2 separate regions of the Mus musculus genome follow, and region 2 is linked to region 1. A link is a contact called in public HiChIP or PLAC-seq data. All regions are on one chromosome and are shown on one strand. The core of a region is the stretch at or near the end of the contact, and the rest is flanking DNA. Distances in the headings are between cores, read along the strand shown. Region 1 has its middle 36 kb from the start of Lin7c. Region 2 has its middle 24 kb from the start of Gm22997.

Evidence for each region. HiChIP or PLAC-seq counts read pairs in DNA pulled down with a chosen protein or histone mark.
Region 2: a FOXA1 HiChIP or PLAC-seq map of pancreatic cancer cells shows a contact between it and region 1. The contact joins two enhancer-like sites.

What each region holds. Positions count from the first base shown.
Region 1 is chr2:109,851,621-109,858,357 of GRCm38.p6, forward strand. No RefSeq gene overlaps it. Among named protein-coding and RNA genes, the nearest start is that of Lin7c, 36 kb to the right of the region's middle. Within about 2 kb of position 4,236, at least 20 of the 459 cell types and tissues checked have an H3K27ac peak or open chromatin away from gene starts, as enhancers often do. A contact at or near this core is called in pancreatic cancer cells, where this site is marked.
Region 2 is chr2:110,190,206-110,196,942 of GRCm38.p6, forward strand. No RefSeq gene overlaps it. Among named protein-coding and RNA genes, the nearest start is that of Gm22997, 24 kb to the right of the region's middle. Within about 2 kb of position 2,411, at least 142 of the 459 cell types and tissues checked have an H3K27ac peak or open chromatin away from gene starts, as enhancers often do. A contact at or near this core is called in pancreatic cancer cells, where this site is marked.

The DNA of each region.
Region 1 (6,737 bases), core at 2,986-5,485:
TCAAGGTCATTCTTGGCCTAGAGAGTCCCTAACCAGTCTAGGTTACATAAGACCCAGTCAAAAATGAACAAACAGAAAAACCAGGAAGAAGAAAGGCACAAAGGAAAGAGAGATAAGTAAGGGAAAGAGGGATGAAGAAGGGGAAGAAGGAAGAGATGAAGAAAGGGAGGCAGGAAAAGGAAAGCAGGAGGAATGCAAGAACTAAGCAAGAAATTCTGGCCCTGCTTGGTTAATGGTTTGAAATAAAAGTAATTTCCTACCCAAGCCTTCTTTAAGAATCCAATACGGATAAGCCACAGTGTTATGGAGGATGTTTCTTCACATTCATCCTAAGTGTGTCCGTCTGGACTTTGCTCCCATATCAACTCAAAAATGCTTTGGACCCCTTAGATTTGAGAACAAAACACCCATGGAAGGAGTTACAGAGACAAAGTTTGGAGCTGAGATGAAAGGATGGACCATGTAGAGACTGCCATATCCAGGGATCCACCCCATAATCAGCATCCAAACGCTGACACCATTGCATACACTAGCAAGATTTTATTGAAAGGACGCAGATGTAGCTGTCTCTTGTGAGACTATGCCGGGGCCCAGCAAACACAGAAGTGGATGCTCACAGTCAGCTAATGGATGGATCATAGGGCTCCCAATGGAGGAGCTAGAGAAAGTAGCCAAGGAGCTAAAGGGATCTGCAACCCTATAGGTGGAACAACATTATGAGCTAACCAGTACCCCGGAGCTCTTGACTCTAGCTGCATATATATCAAAAGATGGCCTAGTCGGCCATCACTGGAAAGAGAGGCCCATTGGACTTGCAAACTTTATATGCCCCAGTACAGGGGAATACCAGGGCCAAAAAGGGGGAGTGGGTGGGCAGGGGAGTGGGGGTGGGTGGATATGGGGGACTTTTGGTATAGCATTGGAAATGTAAATGAGTTAAATACCTAATAAAAAATGGAAAAAAAAATGCTTTGGACACCAATGACCTACTCATTGTCAAACACGTGTGATTCCAAACTGACTTCTTGCTGAATGTTCTAGTTTGGAGTTCTGGACTTCTCTTTCTGGTTTGGAGCACTGTACTTCCCTTCCTCTCACATCTACTCAATGGGTTCCTCCTCTCATTTTTCCTCAAAGCTTTGTAAACCTGAGATCCAGTCTTTACCTCTTATTTCCTGCTCATAGATAATCTCATCAATACTCATGGTTGCCTAAATGGAATTCTTAAACCTGACTATCTTCTGAGTTCTAGATAGGCACATGACAAACATCTCCACTGGAAATACTCAATATATAAGTGTGTATGTCATTTAAGCCCTGTATTTTACCAAAATTTTATTCAAGCTCTGTAAATGTGCTACATTTATGATTATTTCTGTAATTCCATCCAAGGAATAAGCCATGGCAGTTTAAGCTGCAAGAAGACCAATCTATAAAAGACAAGAACAATTTGCATCTAAAATTTTGGCTGATACTACAGTTGACCCTTCCTTACAGAATCCAGAGCCAAATTCCCAATTAATAATCGAAAAGTGAAACCTGATGTTTGCAAAATATCTTGTTTAGTGCTCTAAGTACACCATATATAACATTTTCAACACTCATAAATCCCTCAATTCACAGCAGGGAAAACTAAATGCATAACATTTATTTATATGGTTAGTTTTATAAATTAATAAGCATATAATCCATGCCCCCTTCTTCTGATTCTCCATCTCCTCCACCCAGTGATAAATGAGCAAGAATATTCTAGGAGATAGAAGTGACCAAGGTTTAGAAGGCCTCAATCTCTTTCCCCTGATTCCTGGAAATGGCCAATATGTCCCTAACACCACTGTTTCTGTATAGGGTGCACTTGCACAGTGTATAACACCTTTCAGCTGGTTCTCTTGGAGTATTTCAGATTGACTTGGTTTATCTTCTCCATAGTTTGTTCCGTCTGTTACTGCTAAGATGTACCCACTGTACAGACAGAACTACCCACATCACATGTTCACTTGCTGAAAAGCATTTTGCTATTTCTACTTTTTGGTAACTGTGAGTAAAATTGGCACATGTGTTTACAGTAAGAGTTTGGGTGTACATAAATTTTTACTTCTACAAAGCAAGTACCATGGAACTCCTTAACTTTTTTGTTTGTTTGTTTGGTTTTTTGAGACAGGGTTTTTTCTCTGTGTAGCCCCGACTGTCCTGGAACTCACTCTGTAGACCAGGCTTGCCTCGAACTCAGAAATCCGCCTGCCTCTGCCTCCCAAGTGCTGGGATTAAAGGTGTGGGCCACCACGCCCGGCTGGAACTCCATAACTTAAACCTGGTAGGAATGCTACCTGAGTGTCGGAACGGTTATTGCACTTTGTGACTGGTGAAAGCCAATGGCTCTGCATTCTTTTTAAAAACTTTTATATTTGTTTTATTGTTGTGGGGTTTTTTGTGCATATGAATAAGTTGCCTGCATGTATGTATGCATACATGTATACCTGGTGTCTGCAGAGTTTAGAACACCGCATAAGATCCCCTGGAACTGCAGTTTGTGAAGGGTTGTAAACCATCTTGTAAGTGTGGGAACTGAATCCCAGTCCTCTACAAAAGCAATGGGTCTTAGCCACCAAGCCACTCTGCAGCCCCTGTCCTGCACTCTTACCCCTATTCACCAGTAGTTTTTATTTTACTTTTAAATTAGCTATCCTTTATTTCCACTCTAATTTTTCTCTCCTGAATGGCTAATGAGTCCTTGTATGCACTTGCTCCTAATTTTTTTTCCCCAGATTGTTTGGGATAATTAGGTTTCTTTGCCTTTCTGAATTATTTTTTAAGCTTTCAAAAGTTGTATTCGGATGTAATGACCAAATACAAAAACAAACAAAATCAAAAATGATGTGTTTAATGGTCACCACTATAGTGTTTCTACTTGTATGTGTTAAAATTTAAGATTCATCCTCTCAGCAAGTTCCAAGCACAGAATGCAGTATGCTAAGGGTCATGCTCATGCCATACAGTCTTCTTGTGTGGATTTTAAAGTCAGCTTTACAGGAGAGCACTTCACTGGTCTTGCAGAGGACCCAGCTTCAGTTTCCAGCACCCACATGGTGGCTAACAATTGTCTGTAACTCCAGTTCCAAGGGATCTAACATGCTTTCTGGCCTACGTGAATACCAACTACGCCAATGGTACATAGACATACATGCAGGGAAAACACTCATCCAAAAAAAAATAAAATAAAATAAAATTTAAAGCTCTCTCCCCTCAAGCTTGTCTACCAGCAGAAAGGGATTTTTCATTCTCTTCTGCTCTGCCCTCACCTGCCCTGCTAATGCCTGAGGGCTGAAGGCTTTCTGCAAAGTCTCTAGTTTCTCTCTACCTCAGGGACTTGCTTAACATTCCCACAGCCCACACTCCACCCAAGGCTCTACTGCCTTAATTTCTCTTTGCAGAGTTTATCATCATCCAACAGTTCTACGGCACTTACCTATTTCCTTTTTCATTGCTTCTCCTGAAATACACAGGCATGCACATGAACACGCCAAGAACACATATTGTAGGTAGCTCAATTTATTTTTTTTTTATCTCTAGAAGCTAGAATACTATATAATACTCACTAGACCCTCTTTTCTTTTCTCCTTTGTTCATCCTTTCTCCTTCCCCCCGAACACTTCACTCTTCCCACCATTCATCTGTGGCTATATCATGGCAAAAAATGTATTCGATCACCGAATCCCAAGGAATAAGATAAACATAGTTCTTTACCTTGCTAGAAACAACCCTTGCTCATGGATAAAGAATATACAATACATTTAACTTATATCTACTAGATCCTGCAGTGTGTCAGGTTTCCCGTGATTAAGATAGTATGCATTAAGATAATCTATATTCTCAAATCACAGTCTAGTTTAATTAAAAAGATATTTAAATATATAGGAAATAAGAGAATGATGCTTGCCAAAATAGTGTTACTCAGTGAGGAAGGAATTAGGAGAGGTTTAAAAATAAATCAGTGTGTGTGGTCAAGGCACTTTCAGAAATAACTATCAATTAGAGGGAAGACTAATAGCCGACTGTGAGTTTGGTGGAGAACTTGTCCCCATTTGAGCAACCTGGGGAGTTGATCCAATGACTCGTGTTCCTTTGACAATGAGTCATGCTTAATTTCACGATAGTTTTGCTGTGTTTGTGGTTATGAAACGATCCTCACGCTACCATTCCTAATATTAGAAGATTCTGTTCTAACCAGTACCAAGTGTCAGTCAAGGGAGTGGGTGTGTGTGGTGTGGGGTTTATTTGTTCTCTGGCAGGCCTGGGTTACAGTGAACTCAGCACTTGCCAAATAAGAAAACATCCTGGAACTTTCCTTAATTTGCTGAATGAGACTAAACAAGAGGTGCTTGGGGGCACATTCAGGGGAACTCAGCGAGCCGGATGGAGGGATTCAGAAGGTGAATAGTAAGAGCTGAAATGTTCTCTTGCAATGAAATTGCCCTTCTGAGTAAACGTTCAGCAAACTGGCAGATCCATAACTCTGGGGTTCAGAGGGCTGAGCAGAGCAATAGCAACAGCACGAAGTTGTCTTGAGAACACAGCCCCAGTTTCTAGACTGTATTTCATTCGTGAACACTTCTGAAGCTCCATTTCTAATTCCATTTACAACCAAAAATGGAAACTTTGCTCATAAAAGGACTCAGTATAGCTGGGCAGTGGGGTCAAATGTCTTTGATGGAAGCACTTGCGAAACAGAGATGTCTGTAAGTTCAAGGCCAACCTGGTCTACAATACGGTGTGAGTTCTGTGTAGCCAAGGCTACATAGAAAAACCTTACCTTAAACTCCACTCCCTCCAAAAATGAGGACACAGGGACCTCACCACTACCACTAAAAATGAGGGCACAATATGAAGACACAGGGAAATGGTAAAGTGTTTGAATGAACTTGAGGGGGGGAAGGTAGGACTGGAGAATAGCTAAGTGGTTGCTGGATATTTCACATTCATTACCCCATCTGATCTGCATCATATTCCTGATGGCTAATAGTGCTTACTTTCTCTATTTTATAAAATGAACACTGAAGCTCAGATAGAGGAGAGATTTCCAACATAAGAGTCAGGACTTGAGCTCTGTTTTGGTTTTAGTTTTGTTTTTGTTGTTGTTTATTGTTGCTGTTATTATTATTGTTCCTCCCTTCTAACTTATATTCTTTCTTCTCCACCTCCTCTGCAAAAAGATCTGGAAAATAAGTTGTAAAGCTCTAGTCTAAAGCCAAGTTTCATGACCTAGGCTTACTATTGGGAATCACTGGGAATTTAACCCTCCAATGGCTGGAGCGTCATATTTGGTGGGAGTATAATCTGGACACTGAGGGTTTTTTTTTTTTTCATTTTAACTTGTTCCTATTGAAAAGAAACTTTTCACTCAATATATTTTGTTCATGTTTACCCCTCCCCCAACTCCTCTGAGATCTTATCCACCTCCCTATCCAACCAACTTCATGTTCTTTCTCTTTTATTTTATTTTTTAAAAGGAAGGAGGGGGAGAGAGAGGGGTTAAAAACAAAACAAGGAAGTTGTCTTCACTAAAGTTTCTATTGCTGTATGAAACAACCTGACCAAAAGCAAGTTGGGGAGGAAAGGGTTTATTCAGCTTACACTTCCACTTCCATCACTGAAGGAACTCAGGACAGGAACTCAAACAGGGCAGGAACCTGGAGACAGGAGCTGGTCCAGAGGCCATGGTTCAGCTTACAAGCTTGCTCTCCATGGCTTGCTCAGCCTATTTTTGTTTGTTTGTTTGTTTGTTTGTTTTATAGAACTCAGGATCACCAGTCCAGGGATGACACCACCTACAATGGACTGCCCCCACCCCCACCCCCATTATTAAGAAAATGCCTTACAACCAGATCTTTTGGAGGCATTTTCTCAATTAAGGCTTCCTCCTCTCTGATGACTCTTGTTTGTTTCAAGTTGACATAAAAATAGCCAGTACACAAACAAAACACCAGTAAGATAAAACATGTCAAAATAAAGCAAAACGAAGTAAAAGCTCCATAAAAATACCACAGAGCTGATTTTGTGTTGGCCAGATACTCCTAGGCACAGAGCCTACACTGGAATGTGGTTGATATACCCATTAAGATTTCATTGGAGAAAACTGATTTTCTCTTTGACAGTTGCAGATAGCTTCTTTGTTAGGGTGTAACCCCATGTCTTTTTCTACTTCTCAATGCTAGAACCCCATCTGGTTTGAACCCGTGCTGGTCTTGAGTATTTACTGTCACAATCTCCCTGTGAGTTCACATGAATATAGATCCTCTTGTGTCTTGGAGTTCTACACCACCTCTGGCTCTTACCCTCTTTCTGACTTCTTTTCTGCATAGGTCCTAGAATCCTGAAGGAAGGAAAAGCTTTGATGAAGACATCCCATTTAGGAATGAATGTTGCAAAGGTTCTCTCACTCTCTCCACATTGTCCAGTTGTGGTTTCTGTGTTAATTCCCATAGACAGCAAGAAGTTTCTCTGATGAAGGCTGAATGAAGCACTGATCTACAGGTACAGCAGTGTGTCTATCCTGAGGCATTAGTGTATTCCTGTGTTCCTTTAGCACAACAATAGTAGCAGGTTTCCATCTAGTCATATCTCTTATCTTGTGTCAGGTTTTTGGCCAATTTATCAGTATCAGGTATGGGTTTCATCTCATGGGGTGGGCTTTAATGCAATTTTTAAAAGTGGTTCATTACCCCCATAACATTTGTGCC
Region 2 (6,737 bases), core at 1,161-3,660, 340 kb after region 1:
TTTCTTGAGCATCCTGTGGGAGAGTGTTTGGTCCCACCTTGTAGGATAAATGCAAAGGTAAAGATAATTTAAGAAACAGGCTTGATGCAGGCAGCCCCCACATGGTGAATGTTCAGAGATGCCAGCTGTTTTTGCTACTTTCAAGTTAAGAAACTTCCCAGCTACTCTAGAAACCGTAAACAGAAAAAGGTTGCCTATTCTCCTGCCTTAGATCAGTCAAAGGTGTACCCACAGGGTTAGTTAACAGTTTATTTCTGTTCTAGTTCATTATCACCTGACTGTTAAAAGTATTTTAATTTGGAGGGTCTCTTTCAGCCTAGGCTAGCTTTGAATCACTGTTTAGCTGAGGATGACCTTGAACTTCTAACTCTCCTGGCTCCACTTCTACCTTCTGACTGTTTGTGTGACACTGTGCTTGATTTATGCTGTGCTGGGGATTAAACTCATGGCCTTGTGCATGCCAGACAGATGGGTTACCAGTACAGCTATATCACCTAAAAGCCTTTTCAAAAACAAAAAATATTGTTTTATGTGTATGTGTGTCTGCATGTATGTCTGCGCATCATGCCAGTACATAGTGCTCTTGAAGGCCAGATGGGATGTCGAGTCTTACAGATGCTCGTGACCTGCCATGTGCGTGCTGGGCATTGAATATGGGTGCTCTGGAGGAGTAGTCAGTACTCTTTGCTCCTGAGACATATCTCTAGCCACCTTCTAAAAGCCTTTTGAATGAGAGTGTTCATTCAAAGAATTAAAAATTAAAAATCTGGTTTTCTTTTTAACCCATAACAGTCCTCAATCCCTACCTTCTCTTAGCATCAACTTGCAGCCCTCAGCACTTTGTGGAGACCTCTAATATTGATCTTTTGTGTATCCACCAAACATATTTCATTTTTCTGCATATAAGATCGCTATAGTAGAATCAAGGAGTGTGTTCAATGTCATATTGCTGCATAATGAACTACCATCAACTGAGTGACTTTAAACAGCAGTTACTGATTAAGTTTCTGTGGGTTTGGAGTCTGGGTGTCTGCACTGAGTCCTTCATTCAGGCTCTCACAAAGCTGCACTGGAGGTATCGGTTGGGCTGCACTTTCATTTGGAGGCCTCTTTAGTGAAGAATCCTCAGAGAAGGGATTGAGAGCAGCTTCCGCCTGTCTGGGGCCAGCTGACCTTCACTCCTTGATGCTTCCCACAGTTCCTTGTCACATCAGCTTCTCTCATAAGGAAGAGTTATGTGGTTCGTGGGCTGCTTGCTCTCTCATTAGCCAGAAAGCTCTCTAGACTGTATCTGCTATTAAATAAGTCTTACAGAACACACATGGTTGCAGCTCAGGAATTCTGTCACCCTTTGCCATTCCTATTGTTTGAAAAATGTCTCTCCCTGCGCAAGGGAAGTTGAGTGCACATCCAGGATCACTAGGATACCAGTAGGCAAAGACTGTAGAGTTAAGTATTCCTTTTAGTCTTTCTACCACTATAAAGAATCTCTCCTCCCGTGTGTGTGTGTGTGTGTGTGTGTGTGTGTGTGTGTGTGTGTGTGTGTGTGTGTGTGTTACTAGTAAACTTGAGCATTCGTGATTTGGAGTTGAGAATCTCTCAAAGACTATCCATGCGTTGTCTCTGCTGTCTTTCTGCTTGGGACCTCCCCACTTTGATCATGAAGTGAAGGCTGCTCCTCTAATCCCTACATCCTTGTTCAAAGAGGTAAGAAGGGGAAAGGGCAAAAGACACCTGTCAGCTAAGACAGATTCTCTTCATCAGTAAAACAATAGGTTCTCAGAAGCCCTGCTCTGACTCATCGCTCTCATTGACTTTCCTCCACCTTGCCCATATCAGCAGGCAATCTAGATTGTGTCGGTCAAAGGGACACACACACACACACACACACACACACACACACACGCATGCATGCACCAATGCCCATTGTATCGAAACAAAACATGCCAGTCTCAGTCCTTCAAGCCTTCCAGGCATGGGAACATGGGTGAATGCAATGTGAATAGGTTACAAAGCTTGAATGAGAAAACCGTGCGGTGCCTGGCCCACAGCGGAGTGTCCAGTCACCTCTTTTCTCGCTCTCCCTGTTTTTCTTCTACTTTGCTCCTACATCTCGCTTTAAATGCTCTAAACACAGCAGCACTTCCAGAGTTAAGCACCCAGACAAGCAGGCAAGTCTGTATTCAGAGCTCAGAGGAAAGTTTATGAGGGAGGAATGTAATAGCCCCAGCTGGAGCGCCGCCAGAGGACTAGCAACTGCAACACCCTTATTTGCTCTGGGGAGGAGCAGCTTGGAAACTTTTTATGAGATTCCAGAAGCAGCAAGGTCATCGGTTTTACTGCCGTCCTGCTCCATTTGTAAATACAGCCTTTGAATGATAATGTTTGGGCTCCTTGACAAGAGCCGAGGCTGGCAGTTAGCTCCTCTGCAGCAGGGGACAATAGAGTGAGAGATGTTCTGCTCTGTATGACGGTGAGGTATGCAGAGTAATTTTAGACCCTAACAAACAATGGTGATAAACCATTCCTCCTTTCAGAGAGCTTAATTTCCAAACGGCCTCACCATAAATTCCCTGGTATGTATCTGAGGCAGGTAATCTGATTAGTCAGGTCCCAAGAGAAGCAACACATGTTTACTGTCACGCTCATTTTCCAGCCAGCTGCAAGGGTCTGGAGGAGGGCTCTTGGTTAAGCCTGTTTGCTGTGATCCTCTCAAGGCCAAGGAGGGCTGTGTCCTTGCCAGGACCCACATATTCTTTCAAGCAAGAAACCTTTCTCCAGTGACACCTGGTCCTCTCTCTAGCTGCTCACTAGACCATGCCTTTTTTTTTTTTTTTTTTTTTTTAAATCACAAATGAGAGTTTACTAGACTGGACGCAGGAAACATTTGTCACCATTTGGCCAGGTGCTAGGTCTTATGTGGCTTGCAGTTGACCATGGGAACAGGGTCATTCCACCCTTAGGATCCTGTTCTGGCTAGATGGCAGCAGAGGCAAAGGCAGCTTGTGGCACACAGACTCTTGAATGTGCACCTGGTTTAGGTGCTGGCATTTGTTGGATCTGAAACTGCACAATGCCTTGTAGTCACATGAAGCAGGATAGATCTTAAGGTTTTCCTCCCTCCCTGTCCCTGTCACACTCTCTCTCTGTCTATGTCTCTCTGTCTCTGTATCTTTGTCTCTGTCTCTCTGCAAGAGATGATATTGAAAGCAAAGGGTTTAGTGGAGAGTTTGTTTGAAGCAGATGGCAACCTCCTAGACATCTCTTCTCAAAGGAGGCTAGTTAAAAAGTTGTTCTCTGAAGACCTTGGTAAACTCTAGACAAATATCTTCCCTCTTTGGGCAATTAGAGGTTGGCACCTCACTGCCTATCACCTTAGTTAGGAGAAGCCAATTCCATCATTTATTTGCCTTTTTGTGAATATAGACAATTATGCTTCACTAACCTATCAACTTGTCAGTATGTGGATTGCAGAATGTTTCTATGTAGTGAGTTGCTGACCAGTGGCAGTTATATTTAATAGAGTTAAAGCATCCTTGGCCACCACAGAGATCACTGACTTTCAAAATTAAAGTTTTGGTATCTAAAATGCATACATAAGATTGAAAGATGTTCAGCACATATCACTAACTATGCATTACTGCTAAACTTCCATGCCTAAAGTATGATAGATGTTAATATTATTCACATGCTGCAATTAGACATTAGAAAGTATAATTTCTCTGTCTCTTAAAATCAAAGTATAACTATGTTAAACATAAATGTTTAGAGCATGTGTGAATTCTGTGTTGTTGAGGGGTTACATGAAGATGTGTGTATTTGGCCTTATCTTGGGAGACGTTTAGCTTTCCTGAGTCAGGGACTCTGACTGAACCCAAAGCTTAGTGATTGGACTACTCTGGCTTACCAGGGAACCCCAATCACCTGTGACACCGCCTCTCCAGTGCTGGGATTAGAATAACATGCCCTACACCTGTCACTTTACTTTTAACCTTGGATCTGGGGATAGAATTCAGGTCCTTCTGCTTAGAAGAGAAATACATTATATGGATAGAGTCTTCTTCCCAGTCATGTGTGTATATACCTGGCTAGTACCTGGTTAGGGAATTATCTGACCATCTGTTTCCTAAATTATCTGAAGATTGATCCAGAGAAAAAAATGTGGGGCAGTGTTGTCAGCTAGCACAGGAGATAGTCTTTAGGTTCCCAGGCGCTCTTATATTTTTACAGAGTTAGAGAAGACCTAACTAGTAAAGATGTAGGAATAGAATGTAGGAAGGGAAGTGTAGCAGGGTCAGCAAGGTGGTAGGTAGAACACTGCATGCTATGAGAAGCCCTGGCTCTTCCCTGAAACTTAATGCCAACTTTGTGCTAAATGACTTCAGTAAATGGTTCCAAATGGTCTTTCTCAGGCTTCCCATTATTATTGCTACTCTGTTAAACGCACTTGTCAAGTCTGTAGAAATGTCTTACTGTCAGTGAAGCATCTGATGAATTCTCAGCTGGAAGTAACCACTAATTCCCACATGTTTTCCACACTTTCTTTTATACTCAAATCAGACCCCTTCATCTACCTACCTACCTACCTACCTACCTACCTACCTACCTATCTATCTATCTATCTATCTATCTATCTATCTATCTATCTATCTATCTATCTATCTAATCTATTTCCATATCTATCTATCCATCCATCCATCCATCATCTAGCTTTTTGCCTACTATGTATTTAATCCTGTGCTAGACACTCTATGATTTATGTCACCCAAGTGAATTTTCTGTGAGTTTTCTTACTTAATCATAATACATTCTATCACACTAAAGATAAAAATGGAAACATGATGTTTTTGTAGATTCATAGATTCTTACCAAAATCAGAGTTCTATGAAATATCCAATATTCAATAATTTAGGAGAGTGGGCTACAATTAAACTAAATACTCAATTCAAAAGTCTATAATTTGAAGTAGAAAAGGCACGTGGAGATCTTAGAAGCTAAAGAAAATGCATACTTTTGTAATGAGATCAAGCTGGGGTAGAGTTTTGGGCATCTGTGCGTAGCTGACAGATCAAGGGGTGTGTAACGTAAGTGCCAGGATTTGGCCATGTCTCTGGTGAGCTTTTAGAGTCATTGATGTTACTGGAGAGATGGATCAACTGTTAAGAGAACTAGCTATTCTTCTGGAGGGCCCAGGTTCAATTCCCAACACCTATATGGTAACACACAACCATCTGTAACTCTAGTTCCAGCATATTCAATGCCTTTGGACCTCCTCAGGCACCAGACATATTTGCAAGCAAAACAGCTATACACACTTAAAAAGCCACCCAAACTTTGACCATCAGCAACACCAAGAATGCTGAAGCAATGGCTTCTTGAACTTCTTTGGATGGCATATACATATACATATATATATATATATATATATATATATATATATATATATATACATATATATATAAAGTTTTTATTAAGTGTGCCATCCAAGAAGCTTATATTCTCAAAACTTCTCAGTAGTTCTTTTTCATAGTCCAGCATGGGGTAAAACATAGAGGACTCAATATGTGCATCAGATTCAAAAGATTACAGCATTAATTCCTGAGGAAGGATGGCTGGTGCTGAGATGCATATAGAATGTCATCTTTCTGTGGCTCCGTTAAGCTTTGGGAGATGCTGAGCTGTAGCCTTGGCCTTTGAAGGTTCACGTTGTACTGGTGTGGCTGCCCTGTGCAAGCTGTGTGCTGTTAGTCTTACTTTACTCTGACTCCATGGATTCCTGTCTCCCTGCTCTTAGGAGAAAGGCCAACCTCCCTGGTGAAGCCCATGTGGTCTAGCCCTGTCTACCTCTGCTCTGCCCTCTCTGAGGACACTAGTTTCATTTAGTTCTTTTACTGTACAAAGTCTTCCTTTGGTCACTCCTGCGGCTCCTTGAGCTTTTTCTTCAGACACTTGCTAGAATAGATTTTTAATTGTAATCACACAATATCTTCCTCATTTGTACCTTGACTGCTTTGTTCACTATCGGTACGGGCTTAGCAAACAGACGTGTTTATTTTTTTTTTTTAACATTAGCATTTGGTGCTTATCTGTTATTGAGATGGTGAAGGAATGCTTGTGAATCTTGGCTTTCTGGTGAGCTTTTGGACTGGCTGAATCGACATTCAGCCAGGAGGGATTATAGATGAAATGTTATCAGACAGATAGAGGACATAATGTCTGTGATTCTTTCCAAGCCAATGAGCCTTTTCCTTCAAAAAGGCTTTTTGTCGGTTTGTTTTAGCCATTGCTTTTGTCTTTATTATGGAGAGAGAGACAGATAGAGAAAGAGAAAGAGAGAGCGAGAGCTGAATTTTAAAGTGATGCAGAAAGACCAGGAATGCTCTAGAAATGACTGTTGTTTCCCCATTTGCCTTACTCAAACAAGTGAGGCCTTTTTGGAAGGGAGGTGAGGGTCCATTGCAAATGTCAAACTCCTGAACATCAATGGGTTTTGTATTTCCCAATGAAGGTTTATGATTAAACTCCAATAACTCAAACGCACCATCCATGAAGAATGCCAGCTCCAACTGGTAATTCTTGGTTTTGTTTTTTTTAATCTCCTCCTCCTTTATTTAAAAAAAATCCCTGCCTCTGAATTTCTCAAGCCACAGGCATGAGTGGGGGTTTGTTTGCATTCTGATGACACAGAAACACTTGCCCACGAATGGAATGGAAGCCTATACTGACAATTGCAGGAA